2 separate regions of the Astyanax mexicanus genome follow, and region 2 is linked to region 1. The links are chromatin contacts, called in public Hi-C maps. All regions are on one chromosome and are shown on one strand. The core of a region is the stretch at or near the end of the contact, and the rest is flanking DNA. Distances in the headings are between cores, read along the strand shown. Region 1 holds the start of exo5 (exonuclease 5). Region 2 overlaps abhd15a (abhydrolase domain containing 15a).

Evidence for each region. Hi-C and Micro-C count contacts between places; a contact is called where the count stands out from the background.
Region 2: a Hi-C map of muscle shows a contact between it and region 1, with 8 times the contacts expected there. The contact joins the enhancer-like site here to the promoter of exo5 in region 1. A contact is called at or near these places in 3 of 3 Hi-C or Micro-C datasets (blood and muscle).

Annotation. Positions count from the first base shown.
Region 1 is chr18:15,682,560-15,685,755 of AstMex3_surface, reverse strand. It overlaps exo5 (exonuclease 5), which reads right to left and starts at 1,457. Exons shown (of 6, transcript XM_007245926.4): 1 at 1,141-1,457. The coding sequence starts at 1,219.
Region 2 is chr18:15,742,926-15,746,121 of AstMex3_surface, reverse strand. abhd15a (abhydrolase domain containing 15a) reads right to left here. Exons shown (of 3, transcript XM_007245927.4): 2 at 3,105-3,196; 3 at 1-1,566. The coding sequence ends at 1,017. Among protein-coding and RNA genes, the nearest start is that of abhd15a, 9.5 kb to the right of the region's middle. Within about 2 kb of position 1,446, the one cell type or tissue checked has an H3K27ac peak away from gene starts, as active enhancers do.

The DNA.
Region 1 (3,196 bases), core at 208-2,707:
ACAACACTAAAAGTAGTATTATTATTTTTTTTAAAAAACCTCTATGACCTCAATCAGCTTTCACTCCTGCTCTGACTTTAAACCCATACATCACCCAGTGCCCCTCTTAAACTACCCCTCTTTTTTTTTTTAAGGCATTTTTCAAATTGAGCTGAGAGTAGAGTCAGCAAAAAACAGGGGGTTTAATGGTCTTTTAAAGGCCTTAAAAAAAAATTTACTGCCTAAATTTGTACACTGTATTTTTTACCATTGCTGGTTATTAAAGTGGGTTTTCTAAAAATTTTGACCAGAATTGCATATAAAATTAATTGTAGTTTCATTCAGAAGCTGTAAATGGGAATTCTGTAAAAAGAAAAAAATATACTAATTATGGAAATTATTAAATTACAAATTAATTATAAGATTAATTATTTTGTAATTATTTTAATTATTATTTTATTATATATAGTTTTTTTTTTATAAATTATTAATTCCAAGTGATAAAGTGATATGTAAATGCCATATGTAGTCCAGTTTAGGACCACATTAATATTGCAATCAGGGGAGTGTACAACACAATCAAAACTCCTGTGTAGGCTATAATTTGGCTTAATTTATATGTAGCAGTGTGAAACAAATTAATCAATTCAAATGAAAAAGAGACAATATCACAAAAAACAAGCTTGACTAGATTTTAGCAAACAGACTGGACATGTGAAAACAGAACGGCTTAACTAAAGCATTGAAATACGTTACATAAGACATATTTAACGCTATCAAACTAAAACAGAAGAAACCTTGTAGTGTAGATACTGACTTATCACACAGCAGCAGACACGTGATAATAATTCAACAAAACAACAACAGCGCCGCCTCGTGACCACAGCGAGCCTGAACATCTACTGACCATACATGTTTAGATACTACAGATTCATTAGTAAATCAATAAACCATATAAAAATACTCTTAATTTTAACTAAAGCAAGTTTTTTTTTTACAAATCTCTCTGTATGAACATACTAAGCTAACGCTAGCTAAGCTAATACAATCTACAACTGTCTACTGAGTGTGAGCAGGCGCTGGTAACTTAGCTGGTCATAAGGTTAGTATTTCTGGTGTTTAAAATTATTAATGTAGTAATGATCATGGTGTGATAATTACCTGAGCTGTAGTGATCTAGATCGATATCCAGGAGCTCAGAGTCGCTGATGTTGTCCCACTCTTCACTCTGAGACTCCATGATAACAGCAGCAGCAGCAGCTCAGACTCTCATCACTATTACAGAGTACTGGTGATTATACTGCTGCTGTAATCACGTGTTCACATGTTGTGATAATCACGCGCGTATTAAAGGTATCACAGGTCCCATCACTCACTTACTCACACCTCTCTCTATTTACTAGCTATAGATCTTCATGTTCTGACTCACTTCCTGTGTGTTTGTGTTATGCCTGGACATGCCTCCAGTTTAGGGCACGCCCCCGCAACACCATTGGCTCACACGTGAATCACTACGGCAACGCATTCTAGTTTTTAATACAGCGTGTTTACATTAGAAATCGAATTTGATTATAAATGTCCCAAACATAAAATAGTAAAGAAATATTTAATAATAAGGTAAAACTTAAGATTTTGATGCATATAAACATTTCTATCTTTTAGAGACACTACACACCCCAGTATACATTTATAACTTAACGAATAAAGTAATGAACTAAATTTAGCTTAAAGCAGCACTAGGTAGAATTTCCTAGATTTTTTTATCTTTTTAAAGAAGTAAAATTACAGCTTGAAACTCACTGCAGCGCTGCATTGAGGTGTATTAGGAGGAATAGCACGCAGTGCTCTCTGAGCTCAAACCAGACTTTGTATGTTTTCAGAGGCGGCCGCGACCAACGCTCGGGAGAACTGCGACCTGCTTTCCGACCTTTAGTTCTAACAGTTCTACAAAGATTACTGGTTCATTCTTTACAAACTAACATACAGTCGCTCTGGCAGAAGCTGGAAAGAGACCGAATATGTCTGTGAAAGCCAGAAAACGAGAAAGAGAAACTAATCCGCCTGAAACATTTATTACACTCTACAACGGTGGGGGGGGGGGGGGGGGCCACGAGCACAAAATCTCAATCCTACCTAGTGGAGCTTTAAATCAGTGAATTGGCCAGTGTCCAAAGGTGTGAAAAGTATTCACATTCATTACTCAGGTAGAAGTCATAGATACTAGGGTTTAAAATTAACTCAAGCCTTTATTTTTTAAGTAAAAGTGTAAACATACTGCTTTCAAAACTGCTTAAAGTATAAAAGTAAAAGTAATTAAGGGGGAAAATGGCATTAGGAACAAAAGCTTTGGCCACGTCACAGGGTTAAATAGTGCATGTGGATTGCCTATCAACCAATAGGGTGTCGGAATGGTATGTTAATACTTCACATCCAATCAAAGTCAAATTTACTCTATCGGGATGGAGATATTTATCTGGATAGTTTTTTTTTTTTTCAATGATGAGAAGCCGGAATAAAACAAATAAAAAATAAATAGGAGTAACAAGACTATTTTTAAAATGTAAGATGTAGAAAATTCAAATAATTGTGTGAAAATGTAAAAATCATTTCTCCAGTAAAGTATAGATAACCTAAATATCTATATAAGTAAGGAAACAAAGTATTTGTACGGTACTTTATTACTTACTACAGTGTCTGCCAGTTGTAGAAGTGCGGCCAGTGTCGCTTGTGTCGATACCAATATAATTCCAATATCCTTGTTCATCCTACTTAAGGCAGTAATAAACATTGTTAAATGGTAAAGGAATGTATCAACTAATTATTAATTGATACTAAGACATTATTAAATGTTAATGCTTAAGTATGTTGTAAATATTAATGAACGAAGACATCAGATAAAAAATTAATGATTAATAATGTCTAAACTAGTGTCAGTTAACATTACTAACTACAGAACATCTCAACTAATTATTATATGTTACAGATTAACACAACACTGACACTGAGGGAAACTAATTTATGATGGAAACAAAATAAATAACTTAAACAGTCAAACTGCAAACAATCCAAAGTAGCAGCTAAAAGACAGTGACCATTTACTGTGTATTTAAGTTCTGTTTATTAGTACTGAATATTACTGAATATTAATGAAATATCTTGTATTTCATTAATATCTAAATGTAAGTATCTAAATGAATAAAACATCAAACAGATATGC
Region 2 (3,196 bases), core at 197-2,696, 60 kb before region 1:
CAATATACTGTATGGTGTGTAGATATGATTTCTTTTTAGTATTGAGATGTTTTTAAAGGATAACTCCAGTGTAAAACTGACTTTTTGTGTAGTAAAACATGATAAGGAGTACTAACCTTGGTTGAATAGCCCACCTCCGTTCTCCCGCAGCTTTCCGAGATTACAGTAATTTTGTGCATTTTTTTCTGAAAAGACTAGAATGGGTTTTAACGGGGCATAATTTGCCCCTGCACATAAATCGCTTTTCTCCTTTAAAACTGAGAAATCGGAGTTCTCCTTTAAAACACGTTTCTTCATATTTTTCAAAATACATTTTCAGAGAATGTCACAATAACATCATTATCAATTTATCAAACTTTATATATGGACATGACCTTAATAATTTGCTGACCTCAATAATTTGTAATTTATTGACCTCATTAGTACCCATTGTGATTAATCCATTAACATGACTGTGTTTTTAAATTTTTTATGTTTTTATTTGTGTTGGACATTTAAGAACTTTTATAGTTTGATTAAAATGTCTCAATAATTAAATGTTAATTGCTTTTTAAAATGTAATGTGTAACTGCAATATTATGGTACTGTATTATCATTAAATCAGTGGCATGAAACTTTTAACTTTTTAACCTTTAAATTACAATAAAATATATCGGCAGTTGCAATAATTTCAGTACAATATATTATCCAACAAAATTCACTGGCCTAACAGACATTACAGTGGGCAAAATTCAATTTTCAGAAGTTTTTTTTTTCTGTTGTGGGCATGTTTGGCAGTTTTTGCATCTGTGGCATTTATATTGTTCATATTAATATCGAAATTATATTGTCTTGCCCAAAATTAAGAAATATATTTTAAAATAAATTTTGGCCAGATCAGATACATAAAAAATATTTGTGTAGACTGAATATACGTGCATATCCAAGATTTTGTGATTGTCACTGCATCCTTGGTCCACAACACACAGCTCTCCCCCAAACTCCTATTTCAAGTTAAAGAAACTCATCAGTGCTCATCATCTGGTATAGGACCTTTGCCAGTTGTAGATCGCATGGATGTTGTGGGAGCAGACAGGCTGCCTCTTGCAGGTGCTCACGCTGCGATGACGGAAAGACTTTCCAGCCCCACTGAGCCCTCTTCGTCTCGCCGCCAGCTTAGACCTCTCCTCAGCGGCGAAGAAGTCTGTGGTGGCTCTAAAGAACTCCAGCAGAGCCTGGTGGCTCCAGAGCATGGGGTCCTCCTCAGACATGGAGAACCCACAGTGTCCACCCTGAGCAGAAAGCAGCAGGAAGAAGTGCGGGTTGCTCTCGAAGAGCTCCAGGGGCAGCGTGGCCTGAGACTCACCACGGACGGGATCGTCCCGGCTGCACACGCACAGCACGGGGATGGCCACCTCGTCCACGTCCCTTAGCGGGTCGTTCCGCTCCCAGTAGGCCTCCCAGGCCCCCTCGACCTGCACCCCTTTCAGGCCAGCCTGGCAAAAGAGCACCTCTTCCATGGACCTCAGAGAGCTGCTGGAGAACAGGCTGTCAGTGTGGATCACCTCGCTCAGCGCTGTTCTGTACCTGCAGGAAAAAAAATCAAACATAATCAGCAACGATCTCTTCCTGAGGAAAAGCAGGTCATCATAATGAAATATGGGTCAGAGCTCACAAACCCCCACAGACACATCACAAAAATCAATAGAGCTAGATAATCATCAGTGGTTACCATGGCAAATATTGTATTTCAATTTGTTGTGCTTCAGGTTAATGTTTTTTTTTTTGAAAAATGGCTGTGCTAAACCAATTTTGGTTATGCAAAGTTGAAACCAGGTCTTGAATATGGCTGTAGCACAGAGGATGTAGTCGGGAGTTGTGCATGTTTCTATTTATTTCTATATTTCTATTCATTTATTATAAATTAGAAGGGTACATTTAAATGATAAACAAGGATTTTTAAAGTAGTTTTAATCTCATTTTAAATAAATCAAGCAAGTTCATATGAACTATAAAAAAAGAAAAACTAAAAGTAAGCTGGGCTTAATAAGCCTTTTGTATGGTATAGGCCTATAACCTAATATTCCCCAGCCTAATTAAATTATTATGACAACCTCCTTGTTTCTACATCCATTGTCCATATTTCAGCTCCACTGAGTATATAGGAGTATTTTGTAGTTCTATAATTGTAACTGTAGACTGTAATATGTTTCTCTGCATACTTTATTATTATACTTTATTATTATCCTCATTTATTCTCAGCACTACAGTGACACTGTGGCATGGTGGTGGTGTATGAGGTGTTAGTGTGGGCTGTGCTGGTAGGAGTGGGTCTGAGACAGCAGTGCTGCTGGACTGTAAGTAGTCCACCAATCAGAAACCCCCAGCCAACAGCATCCCTTGACGAATGATGAAAGACAAGAGGATAGAGGATAAACAGTACCAGTCAAAAGTGTGTAGGCCTTAAATTCTGAGGTTTTTTATTATTTCAAATTGGTCTCCATAATAGATTATTTCTAAAGTTATTCAAACTGTAAAGAAAAACATTATTTAGTAAACAAAAAAAGGGTTAAACAAAAGTGTAATGGATTAAGAGTAATATGTTATTCCATATTATGGCAAGAACTACTTAAGTTTAAAAAAAAATTAAAGAACTTAAAAATATCTGCAAGTGCAGTCGCAAAGACCATCAAAAATGTTATGATGAAACTGGCTCTCATCAGGACTGCCTCAGGAAAATAAGAGCAAGAACTACCTCTTTTGCACAGTATAAGTTCATCAGAGTTTTCAGTCTCAGAAACAACAAGTTAACAGCACCCCAGATAAGAGCTTATGTAAATGCTTTACAGAGTATTTTGGTTTGTTAAACACTTTTAAGTTACTACATGATTCCTTTTGTGTTCCTTCATAGTCTGGCTTCAGGATTAATTTATATAAAATATAAAAATTATAGGGTTCTCCTACATGGTCAGTGGCGCTAAAATTACTTTTCACACCTCAAACAAATGTTGCAATGCAAAGTACTGATCCAATATGTTTGTATAATTGTCTGCAATCAGACTTGCATGTTTGCATTTATTATATTTTGTATTCAAATAAATGATTAAACTTTACTTTAGCCATACCTGCTAAGGCAGATCTTCTGGTAGAGCACTAGGGCCCAGTTGAAGGGCCAGGAGGGACCACTCTCGAACCAGCTCTGGCAGCGGAAAATAGG